Linked DNA regions of Mus musculus: region 2 is linked to region 1. A link is a contact called in public HiChIP or PLAC-seq data. All regions are on one chromosome and are shown on one strand. The core of a region is the stretch at or near the end of the contact, and the rest is flanking DNA. Distances in the headings are between cores, read along the strand shown.

Region 1 (7,711 bases), core at 3,906-6,405:
GCAAGCACCGAAGCAAGTTTATTTTATTTTTTTCCCAAGCTGCTTTTATACCACATTAAAAGTCCGTGCAAAGAATACAATTTGTTCCTTCTGCTTATCAACATTTTTAACACCTGCTATATGTGAAGCTCTGTGCTAGAGTCTGTCAGCAAACATGAGTGAGGCAGAGTGTCTGACTCCCAAGAACTTACAATCTGGAAGAAAACAATCACACACCACCCTCAGCTTCACAGTGAGTTCAAAGCTAACCTAGCCATGTAAGACCCTGTCTCCAAAATATGGGTGTGTGTCTTTCTACCAAATGAAAAATAAAGACAAAATAAATAAAACAAGCATGTATAAGAAAGGAAAGAAAATAAGAAAAATAAGTAATCAAACACAGGGTTTGAAAAATGGATTTCCTATTGTAATCTTTCCTTTCCATCCATTCTCAATTTTATAAGTATTTACTAAGCATCTACAACACACTGAGAGCAGGACTATTAGAAACAAGATGCTCACTGGGGGGTGCACAGCTCTGCGGGAGAGAATGACCTAAAGCTAAGGAGAGTCTCTGAGGGTGCATGGTGTCAAAGAAGGCACCCAGCCAAGGGACCAGCCTGGGAAGGGAGAAGACACCTCAGAGAAATTCACAGTCCTGAGCCCTACACTTGTAAAGACTTTCCACAGAGCTGTTTGGAGTCTGGTGTGTTTTCATGAACAAACAAGAGATGGTATGCCTACTAGAATACCAGTTCCTTGGAAAGTCATTCTGTCTGGTGGGCCAGAAGTCTCCGTGGCTATTTGAATCTGGATACATCTGGAAGGATGCTGAGCGAGCATGAAATCAGAGCAAGTTGCAAAAATCCCCTCGGGATCTTGTTGACACCTGATGTCAGGCTGCCTCTCTCTGTCACCTTCTTCTCTGCCTCCTCTCAGCCATACTTGCCCCTCCTCCCTAGACCTACACCCTGTTCATCCAACTGCAATCTAGGTTCTATCCTACTGTGATCTGAAGCTGAGTTTATCCAGGTCATGAAAGTGAGTTCTCTAACGAGAAATACAGGACTCCCTCTGCCCTATATCCAGCACAGTCTAGGCTGCCTCTCCTCCCTGCACCTCTAGGCTAGATCTCCTTCCTACTTTGTACCCCTATTGTTTCTTCCTTTTCCTCTTCCTTTTCCTTTTCCTCTTCCTCTTCTCCTCCTCCTCCTCCTTCTCCTCCTCGTCTTCCTTTTTCTCTCCTCCCCCTTCTCTGACTTTACCAGCCCCTGCAGCCCGCAGCTTGTCCCCTCTATTCTTTCTATTGAGACCACAACTTCCATATTCATAACTGTTATCTGTGGCTCTAGTTGATTTTTATTTTTAAAAATTACAATGCAGTCTGATGTAACAGCACACATGTGTGATCTCACCACTCAGCAGGCAGAGGCAGGAGGATCACAGGTTCAAGGCTAGCCTGACCACATAGAAAGTTCCAGGCCAGCCTTGACTGCTGGAGACCCTGTAATAAAATGAACATGGCTACAATTTACACCCCCACCCCCACTCCCACTTTTGGCTTTTTAGAAATTGTAACCACTACTGGCAGTGAAGTCCAATGATGGAGCACTTGTCTATCATGTTTAAAGGCCTTGGGTTTGATCCCTGGCACTGCAAAATAAAAATAAATAATATTTTATTTTATTTTACGTTGCTTTTCACTAGCAGAGGATGGTGCACTGTGGAGGCCAGAGGCCAATCCTGTAGAACTGGATCACTCCTTCCACCTTTTCAATGGGTTCTGGGTATTGAACTGGGGCCACCAGGCTTGCACAGCAATCACCTTTACTCGGTGAGCCATTTCATCAGCCCCAACAGTAACCATTTTCAGCATAGAGTCTAGAGGCATTAGGTACCTTTACGTTGACATGCGGCCATCCCCACCATCTATTGTGAGAGCTCTTTACCTTACAAAACTGAGATTCTACCATAACCACTCGGCCACTACTCCCCCTCTGCCCTCTCTCCACATCTTGGCAGCTGACATTCTACTTTTCATTTCTATGAGTTTGGTCAATGTAGACCTCTCAGTAGAGATAGAATAACATAATATTTGTCTTGTGTATGTGAGAGAGAGAGAGAGACAGAGAGACAGAGACAGAGAGAGAGAGAGAGAGAGAGAGAGAGAGAGAAAGAGAGAGAGAGAGAGAGAGAGAGAGAGAGAGAGAGAGAGAGAGAGAGAGAGAGAGAGAGAGAGAGACTGGCTTGTTTTACTTAACACATCATCTTCTGGGTTCTTCCATGAGATAGAATGAACCAAATTTTCCTTTGTGTCTGTGTGTGTGTGTGTGTGTGTGTGTGTGTGTGTGTGTGTGGTTTTACTTAACACATCATCTTCTAGGTTCTTCCATGAGATAAAATGAATCAAATTTTCCTCTGTGATTGTGTGTGTGCACAAAGTTCCTAGTGGTCTAGAGGATAGAGAACTTAATGAACAGTGTGTGTGCATGCACTGCAGGGAAAACCCTTGAAGTCCTGAGTAAAGCAAAAGGGGAGATGATGGATGCCTTCTCCTCCTCCTCTTCCTCTTCTTCCTCCTCCCCCTCCCCTCCTCCTCCTCCTCCTCCTCCTCCTCCTTCTTCTTCTTCTTCTAAGATTTATTTATTTATTTATTTTTAAGATGTATTTATTTGTCTATTTCATGTCTGTGAGTACACTGTTGCTATTTTCAGACACACCAGAAGAGAGCATCAGATCCCACTACAGATGGTTGTGAGCCACCATGTGGTTGCTAGGAAATGAACTCAAGTCCTCTGGAAGAGCTCTTAACCGCCGAGCCGTCTCTCCAGCCCCTCATTCCTTTTTTGTTGCTGTGATAAAGCACCCTGACAAAATCAACTCCAGAGAGAAAGGGCTTATTTCAGCTCACAGTTCCAGATGCCCGGCCCACGGCAGAAACGACAAGGCAGCTTGGTCACACTGCCTCTCCAACAGGAAGCAGAGTGGGATGAACACATGTCTGTCAACTGCTCAGCAATCTTTCTCCAGTTACACAATTCAGGACCTCTGTCAGGGAATGGCTCCCCCACAGAGGTAGCTTCCCACCTCTGAACACAATCAAGACTATCTTCCACGGGTGAGTGCACACACATACACACACATGCACACACCCAATGAGTGCACACACATACACACACATGCACACACCCAACGAGTGCACACACATACACACACATGCACACACCCAACGAGTGCACACACATACACACACATGCACACACCCAACTTCCAGATCCTCTAGATTGTGCCAGGTTGACAAGTCACACTCACCATCACAAAGTATACGTGTAGTTATTGTTTTGGGGTCAGAACATCCATATTCCCTCCCCTTCAACACCAGTCAGTGCTCCTTGTTCTCAGGTCCTGGGACTCAGACTGAATTATGTCACTAACCAGCAGACCGCGGACTGTGGAACTTCTCCTAGTTTATACACGTACCCTTCTGGTTCTACTGCTCTGGAGAACCGTGCCTGCTGTAACTGGTCAAGAACTATCTCAGGTAATAGAGGCAATTAGCAAAAATGTGGGTGTGAGATAGAGATAGAGATATATAGATAAATAGATGATAATAGATAGATGATAGATAGATAGATAGATAGGTAGATAGATAGCTGGCTGACAATTTCAAGTTATTCAAGGTGGCTGGAACACAGGAAGCTGGAGGCAAAGAGAAGTGGCCATAGACAAAATCATATCATGTTTGCTAGTACCAGGAAATCCAAGATACCAAAAACATGGAACTATTCTACAAGGCCTGTTAGAGATGATCTGTGAGCATCAGGGTTCAAAATTAGCAGTATCTGATAGTATAAATCATGATATCCTTGCAGAGTCTTTGGATTAAAGGATGGATGCGCTGTTGCCATAATTCTGGTCCCAAATGTTCCCCCAAGGTCTGTGTGTTAGAAACTTGGTCACCAGCCTGTGATGTTGCTGGGGTGGTGCCCGATAGAAGGAAGTTAGGTGTCCGAGGGTGCTCTGAGGCCCCTTCCTTTCTCTCTGCTTCCCAGCTGCCACGAGGTGAATGCGCCTCTTCTGCTCTGTGTGATCACCGTCATGACCTGTGCCACCACAGGCTCAGAGCAGAGGGCGGACAACCGTGGACTGAAACTTCTGAAATCAGGAGCCAAAATAATGGATTTCCTTTTCAAAGTGGATTCTGTCAGGTACCTTGTTACAGCCATGTAGCGCCGACTCTCACACACAGCTATGCACCTCAGATCTTCGGCTCACGTTTGCTGAACTGAGCAGATAGATGCACAGATTCCCCAGGCTCAATTCCGAACACTGAGTGAACCAGGCGAGGTGTGCATACCTATAATCCCAGTACTCAGGAGGTGGAGGCAGGCAAGATGACGTTTAGAGTGAGTTTGAGGTTAGCCTGGGCCAAATGAGATCTGAAAACAAAACAAAACAAAACAAACAAACAAACAAAAGCAGGAGGAGGAGGAAAAGGACAGACCTGTCAGATTGGCAAGAAAGACAGATCCTCCAAGGGTTGTCATGTAGTAGATTCAGCTCTGCACACTAAATTACAAAAAACAGCCCTGGGGCTAGGGCAGGCCCTGGATTCTGAAGTTTGCTCCTTTGGCTATGGCATGCGTGCTGTACTTCTTTACCTGCTAGCTAGCCTACCCTCCTTCTTTGCCCCTTACCTTACTTGATAAATCTCAGCCTTTTGCTTACACACTTGTGAGCCTATCCCATAGCCTGTTGGAGCCCGTCTTCCTCTCTGGGCAGGCTCAGACTTTAACCGCGTTCCCAGGTCTACCCCCACCTCCAGAATCACCTGGGCTCAGCCTGTCTCATTCTTTGACCCTCAGGTCTGAGGTAGTCTAGAAAGAATGTCCCTGTTGGTCGGCAGCTTGGCTGGGAAAGGACAGCGCTGTCGCAGGAAGCCTGTGTAAAGCGGCCGCAACCAAAAATAAAGGAGGGCCCGCCACAAAAATTACTGACTCAGTCGAGGCCTCTGTCCCGGGAAACATTCCCCGGATAAGTCACACCCTCAGGCGGCCGAGGCTGCTCAGAAAGACCTTTTTAGAGAAACTGGAATGGGGGGTTGGGGGGAGGAATTTTCCAAGAAGTCCTGGGCGGGAAGCTAGGCTGGGCGATGGGGAAGTGAACGGCTAGTTTCCATTTGCTGCCACCTCCCGGGAGATCTGAGAACTGCAGGTCTGCCTGGGGAGCAGGGTCACCGGGACGAGCAGCCCTGAAGTTAGGTCCCACTTTGTGAGGCTGCAGTTGGAGGGAAGGTGACAATCACAGACCATTTTGATGCAAAGGAAGAAAGGAAAAGTGCAGGCTATGAGCCTTCCGTTTCCGGTAGGTTTTCATGTCCTCAATTTCTAAGCCAAAACACCTCCTGCCATTCCTCCCACTTTTCCCTTTTCCACTTCTCTCTCGACTGATGGGAACTCCCTTCCTCCTCCTTCCTAAACAGCTTTCTCCCATCAATCCATCCTGCTCAGGGCAGCCAGTTTAAAACCACTTAGTCGTTCATGGATGCCCAAGGTCCCATTGAACACCCAACTCCTCAGACCCACCCACAAACTCTTCCTCACCTTCAGGAAGTCACTCTTTCCAGTTCCGTCCACCGAGTGAATTTCTCCCCGTTCCTCTCTATCCGTTTCAACCCATTCACCCTTCAAATAGCAGCGCTCCCATCAATCACTGCTCAGGGAAAGTCCCTGACCTGCAAAACTCAGCTCCTTCTGCCATCCACTAACACTTCTCACACTATCTTCAAGGCCAGTACCACAGTCTAATGACTGTATCTACTCATTTAATTCGTATCTCATTTCCCCTAAACTGCAAATCCACTATCACTGACATATTAAATCTGACATAGTAGTAAATTCTGAATAATATTTGGAATGAAAGTCAGGCATAGTGGCTCATACCTATAAATCCAGCACTTGGAAGGCAGGAATTTAACATGATCACATACACACAGATCTATATAGCGTGTATACATTTTCATATATACACATGTATACATACACACATCCAATGTATATATATGTATATATCGTATATCTATACATATATATGTGTGTGTATTTATATATACACACATACATATAAACACATATACACATACATGCATACACGCACACACATACACACCCTGAGGCATTTTCTTTCTATCTTTCTTTTCTTTCTTTCTTTCTTTCTTTCTTTCTTTCTTTCTTTCTTCCTTCCTTCCTTTCTTTCTTTCTTTCTTTCTTTCTTTCAAGTAGGGTCTCTCTATGCTATCTTGGCTGTTCTAGAACTCACTATGTGGACCAGGCTGGCCTCGAACTTACAGAGATCTGCCTGCCTCTGCCTCCTGAATCCTGGGATTAAAGGCATCACCACTACTCCAGGCTATGTGGATTTTTCATATGCAAAACAGAAGAATGGTGAAGCCTGGCCTGCTCGGTGCATTAATAACTGTAGGCTTAGAGTTTTCAAAACCCACTTTTAATAAGGGGTTCTCAAACTCTCCGGCACCCCCCCTTCTAGCCCACCATCCAAAAGTAGGGGAGAAAAGATGGTAAACAGGACAAGGGGACGTGGGCCTGTTTAGAAGTAGTTCTTTGGGGCAACTCCAATCTCTGTTCATCATGATACCAGCAGTCCAGATTAGTAGTGTCAGGATACTGTGCCTCTCTCAATGAAGTGAAGATCAGTGAGGACTTGAGACCAACTAAGCATTGCAAAGCTAGCTTTCACGTGTCCTCCCCTGGGTCTTACCTCAGCAACGTGCCACATGAGTCTGCATCCCATGACACAACCAGAAACTTGCGCGGGAAGTAACTTTTCTTGTTGCTCTAATAAAAGCAACTGAAGGAAGGAACGGAAGGGTTTGATTTCGGCTCACAGCTTGAAGGTATGGGAGTCTGAGAGGCAGCTGTCACTGGCGCAGTCTAGGCCTCTGCCCCGAGAATCATTCCCTAGAAAAGTCACAGCCCGCCTTAGTGGAGGAAGCAGGGGGAGATGAAGGCCTTCTCAGCTTGCCTCTTCCTTTTTCTTCAGTCCAGGACCCCAGTCCACCGGAAGGTGCCGCCCACATCTAGGGTTGGCCCTCCCACCAAATTACCCCATTCTAGAAGCACCTCGCAGGCACGCCCAGAGATCTGTGTCCTAGGAAACTCTAGATCCTGCCAAGTCGACTGTCTTTATTAACTGAGGCGGCAGTGCATTGATGGGTAAGGGGGATGATGTGTGGGATAAAGGGAGCAGAACTGAGGGGTGAAGTGAGGAGGGACCATAGCAGAAAGAAAGCCACTTATATGCCCCATTACAGGGGAATGCCCGGATCAAGAAGTGGGAGTGGGTGGGTAGGGGAGCAGGGCGGCGGCGGGGGGTATAGGGAACTTTCGGGATAGCATTTGAAATGTAAATGAAGAAAATATCTAATAAAAAATTGAAAAAAGAAAGGAAGGAAGAAAGAAAGAAAGCCAGCCACTGAACTGGTGACTCGTAAAATCCTGATGGTGCCAATAGGTAAATAACAAAAGAAAATAAATATTGAATCCCCCTGTTCTAGTTAATTCTTGTTGTTATGATAAGACATTTGGCCAAATTCAGAGGAGGAAAGAATTTATTTATTTATACTTCCTGGTCACAGTCCATCACTAAGGGAAGTCAGGGCAGGAACTTGAGGCAGGAACCTGGAGGCAGGGGCCACAGAGGAGCTCTGTTTGCT
Region 2 (7,711 bases), core at 2,104-4,603, 540 kb before region 1:
TGTAAGCACAACAGGAAAGATGGGACACTTTCCACGTTCTCTTTTCACTTATTTTGGGTTTTGAGTCATGAAAAGAACGTGGGCAACCTTACCGCATTGCCTTTTAGATGAGCGTAAAGGTCATTTCCTAGAACCCTCTCCCCACTCCGGCAGCTGGGCCTGTGGTAGGCAGCATACCAGCTCCAGCTCGGTGCTGAGCTGAAAGTCTAGATCTGTTTGGCCAGGATCTCAAGGACAAAGACATCCCCATCAACCTTCTCTCTGGTGCTCTGACCCCCCAGGAAGGGGACAGAAAGAGTTTCCAGGACACACAAAGACTTATTCTGCTCACAAGGGTATTGACCAACCCAGCCTACTAGACTGTGCCAGGATTGGCATGCAAGAGCAGAACAGGGACAGTTTCTGCTTTACCTCTGGCAGATGCACCCTTCTCTATTATTAGCAACCCAGGCAAGATGCCACGGGGCTGGGGACACCCCTTTGTGTCAAGGGGAAGGAGGCAGGAGGAGGTGCGTGTGCAGGAGAAAGAAGCAGGTGGAACTTCCTGAGGCTTCCTCCACAGAGCAGAGAGCAGGGTGAGGTTGCCAACAGCCTGTCCTCTTAGCTTGCTAACCTCAGACACACCCAAACTTCAAAGTTCACCCTGGATGTGGCTCGAGGTGTACCCCTGTGCTGCTAGGCCCAGCTCAGTCACCTGAGGTCTCTGGGTGTGGAGCTGCAACAGGCCTGGAGAGGCCTAGAGAAACAGAAAAAGAATGAGCAGAAAACTAGAGAAGCTCCCTCCCTCCCTCCCTCCCTTCCTCCCTCCCTCCCTCCCTCCCTCCCTCCCTCCATTCTGTGACAAAGATGCAATTTAGGGTAGCCCTAATGCTACAACACACTTATACCACCAAAGGATGGTGACCATTAACATAGTGCTGTTCCATAGGTCACTTTCAGTCCTGTTCAAAGTAGGGAAACAACTTTGTGTTAAAGATGAGAGGCAATCTTGGCAAGCCTAAGTAATCTGTCCATGGAAGAAGCATGGTGTATGCTGACTCAGTGGGTTGAGATGAGAGGCAGAGGACTGTCACCTCCATATATATGTGTGTGTGTATATATGTACATTATGTATACATGTATATATGTATACATGTGTATATATATATATGCATACACACTATCACTTGCTATATCACTATGCAACATCTATGTTTTTTATATAATATCTTGTATGTGTGCATGTGTGTGTGTGTGTGTATGAATTCTTTTAAAAAGACAGATTTCTGGCTAACGGTAGAGTCTACATTTAGGTAGAAGTGTTGCACTCCAGAACATGCCCGCTGGTCACACTTGTCTAAATGTTAACCACAGTATGAAAAGTATTCAGTCGGAGAGGCTTTGCAAAAGAAGCAACAAGTGAGTGGTGTTTATTGACTAACCAGGCAGAGTGGCCTAGGGAAAGTCAAATAAAATTCCACGGAGGTGAGCGAGCAGGCACTTCTGAGGCAGCATCAAGAACACCATTCTACTCAGTGCATGGAGACACCGGGCTGCAGGCCTCTCACAGGGCGCTGCCTAGCTAGGGCAACTAAAGTGGGAGGGAGGTTGGAAATTGGTCTCCAGAGCACAGCTGAGCGTTCATTCTGGCTGTCCTTTCCTAGTCTCGTGTGACTTCAAGTCGACCTGTGTGTGTCCTTGTGGACTTCTATATCTGTAACATGAGCTTGGGACATTGACAATGAATAGGAAAAGTGTCTAGCAGTAAATGATACCAAAATGGTCATCGTTGTTATCATAACCAATCTTGGTCTGGGTAAGAAAGGTTGAATTCCGTACTTGGGCAGCAGGGGTTGGGGTATGGGTGGTAGGTAGTGGTGTGTGCTGGGGATATAACCCAAGGACTGAGGCATGCTGGGCAAACACTCTACCACTGAGCTGCACTACCGGGTCCAGCTCCATTTAAGTATGCTTTTGTTGTTATGTGGTAATATGCTTTTGAAACTGTTTCACTCTGCAGCCCAGACTCATCCAAAAGGTACTATGTAGCACAGGTTGGTGTAGATCCTCCTGCTTAGCCTCCCACGTGTTGGGTTTACAGGAGTGAGCCACCAACCTGGCCCCATTTGCCCTTTTGTAATCAAACAAACAAACAACAAACAAACAAACAAACAAAACAGAGCTGAGCTACAGCTTTGGTAAGGTTTGTTCACAGGAGACTCATTCTAAGCCACTCAGTTACCAGGAAGGTGGTTTCCTGTGTTTAGAGTGAGGCCACCCCAGAAGGGCTCACAGGTGTCAATCAACAACTCTGCTGGAGAAAAGGGGCAGGCAGCCAGGATGCAGGAAGGGGGCATCCCCAGGGCCAAGCCCTAGGCAAGCATTACTCTGAGGGTAAGTCTGCATGGGAAAGGCTGTCCTGGGAGTCCCTAGTCACTTTCTCTAGGGATTAGAGCTTTGGTTCCTTTCCAAAACAGCACTTACTGACTCTCAACATGTTCCTGTTGTTCGTTTTGATTGCAATCTTGCCATTTGTGAAAATTAAAACATACCTGGATGCTAAAGAAGACTATCTCCTAATGTGCCAGCCATCTCCTGGGTCCCCTCATCCCTTCGGTGCCTTTGATCTCTTTTAAGTCTGGTGTATTACACTCCTGGAATTTAGAGAGGAGCTAATCTTGTCTTACAGTGTCTTGAGTCTGACAACCCCCAAGCCAAATATGTCAGTTCTCAGCCTCCACGCAGAAAACAGACTGATTAACCACATGAAGGCAGACACCAGGGGTCTTTGAGATGCTGTGGATAGAATGGTTCCCGAGGAATATCTTTAACGTTCTAGTTCCCTTTTAACTGATGTTTGGGGGAGGGGGAGATAAGAGATGGACATTTTTCTCTATCAGGGTAACTCAAGGCTTTACTTAAAATTGCTTAGGAATGGTAATAAACACAAGCAATGCATGAGGAAAAACCTACCAAGGATGACTGCAAGGATTTTTATTTCGTTCTCTGAATTAACCCACAACAGATGTGAATGTTTCAAAAAAAAAAAAAAAAGTTAAATGTTACTGTTTTAAATCACATTTCACAGGCAAGAGCCAAGAAAGCGTCTGACTTTTGAAACCACTTTCACCAGTGTAGAAGGCGTCGTTCTCAGCTGGAGAGAAAAATCTGAGAGGAATCCAGAGAATGCCACGCAGGGGAGAAGACAGAAATGTCTCTGTAGTCTCTTACTGATGTCGGAGTCTAGGACCTGTTCACCGAGGCTAACAGCTCAAAGTCATCAGAGCCCTCAGGCCGCTAGGGACCGCTCCAGGGTGGCACATCCCATTCCTGATGGAGGGTGGGGCCTGCAGGCATAGGGTGTCCAGGACATGGCTCCACCCCGCCTTTCCATGACGTCAGGCTCCGGGGGAAGGGCCGAGTGCGTGAGAGGCGGGGCACTGCGCTAGGAAAGAAGGGCGGAGCTAAATAAGGGGTGGGCCGGAAGAAGGGAGGGCATTGCAGAGGAGGGAGGGGCGGAGCAGAGTTAGGGGAAGCCGGAGTTCTAAGACTCTGACAAAGCGCTAGTCTTCCTTCCTGAAACCAGTTTGCCTTCCTGAAAGGCAGCCCCGACTTTATAACTTAGTTTGGAGGGAGAGGTCGGAGGTAGGGAATGTCTGTGGCCACGAGTAGAGGGGACAGAAATTCGTCCCTTTTATGACCAGAAGAATTAATGCTAAACAATCAGGGAACTTTAAGGAAAAGGAGAGCAACGACTCCACAGAAGAGAGGAAGAGGAATAGAGAGTGCGCATGTTTCCCAGCAGGTACACAGAGGCAGACATCTGTGAAAGGAATTTGTTTAGAGTCGCGACTCAGTTTAGTTGAAGCAAAAGCAAAGTCAGAGAGAGGAACTGAACAGTTTCTGTTGTCCCAGACACAATTTAAAGCGAATTTGTCCACTGACGGACCTTCTCTGTCCACGTGCCTTAAAGCCTCTGGACACAGCAGAGCCTGTCCCTGGGGCCAAGCAAGGGAGAAAATTCAATGTGAATGCAAGACACCTCCATCCCGATCAGGGCGCTCAAGCCTTGTGAGAAAGGGTCCCCCAGATGAACAAGTGGTCAGCATTTGAGGCCAAGTCCCTGTCCCTGTGTTTGCCAGCTCCTTTAGAATCGCTGGAACCTCCACTTGAGCCGGGGGGGGGGGGGAGAGGGAAAACAGGGGGGGGGCGGGAGGGGTGGTGGTTGGGGGGTCAACCTGTATCACTTGTGTGGACATTTACCTTAACACCTTGCTCAGCTTGCCTCCTCTCACTATGTAAAATTCAGTGATACATCAGAAAACAGTACTTGGGGCACACAGCCCCCACACACTGCTGCAGCCCCCCCCCAACCTCTGTCTCTTTTCTGGGACCCACAGTCCCAGCTGACACGGCCCTCTGCCCTAAGGGATGGTACTTTATTACTGTGGATTAGTCAGCGAGTCTGTTCCTATAGACACTACCATCCTTCAAAAGGTGAAAAGAAAGGGAAGAGAAGGAATTAGTAATACACTGTGGGTATATATTCCATTCCTGTCGTTACTCAAGAGAGCTCCCACCTATTCCCTGAGCTAGGCCAGAGTTGGGAAGTCTTAAGAAACGGATACAACTACAGGCCAAATCTAGCTCAGGCTAGCTGACAGAATGCAACTGCTTATAGCATATAGAAAAACACCTTCATCAAGGTAAAATGTTTGATCCCAATATTAAATATAAGCTCTAAAAGAAAGATCAATTTACAGCTGGGCACTGGTGGCACACACTTTTAATCCCAGCACTGGGGAAGCAGAGGCAGGTGGAGCTCTGGATTCCAGGCCAGCCTGCTCTACAAAGGTAGTTCCAGGACAGCGAAGATATCCTGTCTGGAAAAATAAAAAACAAAAAACAAAACAAAAAAAGTTTACATATCTTTGCATGGTGTAGATTTGGGAGGTGGGCAGATGGGCTTTCTCCTTTTCCTTCTGCATCACGTACATGCCTGAGCACTGAGAAAGTAAGCAATACAGGTCCATCTTAGCATCCTGAAGAACATAATTTACAACTCTTGGGCAGTTGTCCTGTCTTCCCCTCCTAAATAAGTGTCTGCGAACAGGCTACGGTGGCACACACCTGTAATCTAAGCAGCCAGGAGACAGAAGCAGTGTGGTTGTAGCTCAAGGCTATCTACAGCTACAGAACAAGTTTGAGGCCAGGCTGCCCCATTGCCTTGAAGCCCTTTGGACACAGCAGAGCCTGTCCCTGGGAGCACAGGTGACTGTCTAAAAAACACACAAGCAAAGAAATAAATGTCTGTATTAAAAAATATTGACATCCATGTTAGGGCTCAACGTTGCATATAGAATGAATGATGTTGGTAAACAGCTGAAGATGGTGGGCTGAAAGCCATCTCAGCTTCCTTAAGGGCCCCAGGTAACTCCCATCTCCATGAGCAAGCACAGTCAAGGTTGGCAGTGGGGTGGTTCTTAGCCTTGGCCACACATCAGCGTCACTTGGGACTTATCGCCCGTGTCCCTCCCTCTCTTAGTTTCTGACCTAAGCAGTTTAGAATGCAGTATGGCACCGAGACTCATTAAAGCTTCCAAAGTTTTTCCAAAATGCAGCTCAGGCCAGATCCACCTGGCTTGTGTTTAATCAAAATGGTCCAAGAGGGCTACGAATGCATAAGTGTCAGTCAGCAAGCAGGTCTGGTTCTTGGAAACAGGGCAACTCAGACACTCGTATGCATTCACAGTGAAATAGCTTTTCGTTGTTTGTTTGTTAGTTTGTTTTCTTGTCTTATTCTCACAGTGAAATAGATGACAAGGGGAGGGGTGGGAACCAGGTAGGCAGAAATTTACATCTAAGCCCCCACACCTCCTTCCCTCCCCTCCTTGTGACTTGGGCCAAGCCACTTAACTGCTGTGAACCTTGGTTTTGTCACATGTACAATGGGTGTGGCAGTAATTAATAATACCTCCTTTGCAGGGTGGAAGAATTAGCTATACTAGTCATTACCTGAGCCATCCAAAGACCTCTAAGCATTGCCTGTGACTGTTAACAAATAAATTGGCCACAGAATTAGATATGTTTAATATGTGAAGAGAAGATGCCGTCGGCTGGCAGTCCTCTTCCGAGGGAAGGACCCATTTAGAGATTCCTGTTCCTTGGAAGCAGTTGCGAAAGCCAAAGAAACTAAGAGTGCTGTGGAAGCAGGCAGGCACCGCCCAAGCACCCAGGACGCCTCACTTGGGTTCCCCACCCGAGGTCACTTGTAAATTCCACCTCAGGGGAGGGTGTGTGTTTCCAAGGACAGCTTGGCTGTATCTGGCTTTCTACCTCCCACAGTGGGCGGCTGCCACATTATGCTATCGCAAAGCGCAAAGCGTTCTGCAGAAGACAGGTCTGTCTGCCCCAGCCTCACGCCTACCTTCTTCCCACACCCTATTGTGAGACTCTGAGGGAAGCCAGGCCCCAGAGGAGCAGCTAGCCAGGCAACATGTCATGTGTTCCTTACAAACTGTGTGAAGCCCGTTGGAAGAGACAGATACTGGGACTCTGACAGGCATGTGAGGCAGAGAGGAGGAGGAAGGAATACCAAGCCAGCACTAGTGGTTCCTGAGCAGCCAGGAATAAAACAACCTCTCAGTAAAACCACTATTACCCTTCCTAACCTCTCCTTTTCCCTTTAACGTCTAAATGGCTGAGGAAGCGCTTTTGCATATGCATATTTCCCTTGATGCTCAGAACAGCCCTCTATAAAAGCATCGATGACATAGGATTAAGACCAGTCCAGTTCACTAATAAGAAAGCAGAAGCTCAAGGAAGACACAACTCATCAAAGGGAAACCAAGACTGGGACCCATGTCTGTATAACGAGAACCCACTTGCTCCACCATGCCATGGGCCTTGCTGGTAACCAACTCAAAGGCCTTATGGCCGCTACGTGGTGTGTCACCTGTGAATGCGGAGCTTGGGGCAGGGGGTTTTTGGATATAAAACTAATCCAAGCGCTAGCTGAGTTACTCTGGTTAGAGTCCTGATTCTAACGCTGAGCTGGGTAACCCATCACACCCTCAATCTTCACTTCATCTGAGAGAATGGCAAAGCCACCTGCCCAATGACAGGACGAAGGGGGACCTAAAGTTACAAAAGTCAACCCCTGAGCACCTTTGTAACATCTATGTCCACGGCATAGCCTTCCTCTCCTTATGCACCTTTGTTTTAAAAGGCTGTCAGAAGAGGGCATGGACCCCCTGGGACTGGAGTTATAAATGGTTGTGAGTCACCATGGAGGTGCTAGGAATTGAACGAGGGTCCTCTGCAAGAGAAACAAATGTTCTTAACCGCTGTGACTCATCTTCTGCCAAACCCTTACCAGCCAGCTTGCCTGGCATGAGGCTTCCAGGAGGGAAATAGTGGTCTGTATGCAGCAGTAGGCAAGCAGGCTCCCCAGCCTGCCTGCATTCCTGTTCAAAGAGCATGCTTCTCTCGGTGTGGGGGAGGGGATCAGAAGCTGCACCTTTAAAAAAATGGTATGTATGTATGTATGTATGTATGTATGTATGCATGCATGTATGTTCCCTTCCACAGTAGAGGGCATGAGAAAAAGTCCTTAGGAAAGTCAGCCACATCACAGGAAGGGTCTTGGAAATAAAATATTGTCACTGTTCTCATTTGTGAGATATGGTCCATCATCGTGATAAACCTTACAAACCAGAAAGCCAAGCACTGA

Evidence for each region. HiChIP or PLAC-seq counts read pairs in DNA pulled down with a chosen protein or histone mark.
Region 2: a contact with region 1 is called in a FOXA1 HiChIP or PLAC-seq map of pancreatic cancer cells. The contact joins two enhancer-like sites. A contact is called at or near these places in 1 of 115 datasets of contacts at active chromatin or transcription factors (pancreatic cancer cells) and 1 of 9 other capture datasets (embryonic stem cells).

What each region holds. Positions count from the first base shown.
Region 1 is chr1:179,845,350-179,853,060 of GRCm38.p6, reverse strand. No RefSeq gene overlaps it. Among named protein-coding and RNA genes, the nearest start is that of Gm31668, 29 kb to the left of the region's middle. Within about 2 kb of position 5,155, at least 166 of the 459 cell types and tissues checked have an H3K27ac peak or open chromatin away from gene starts, as enhancers often do. A contact at or near this core is called in pancreatic cancer cells, where this site is marked.
Region 2 is chr1:180,383,308-180,391,018 of GRCm38.p6, reverse strand. All of the region lies in intron 2 of Itpkb (inositol 1,4,5-trisphosphate 3-kinase B), which reads right to left. Among named protein-coding and RNA genes, the nearest start is that of Gm39712, 21 kb to the left of the region's middle. Within about 2 kb of position 3,353, at least 389 of the 459 cell types and tissues checked have an H3K27ac peak or open chromatin away from gene starts, as enhancers often do. A contact at or near this core is called in pancreatic cancer cells, where this site is marked.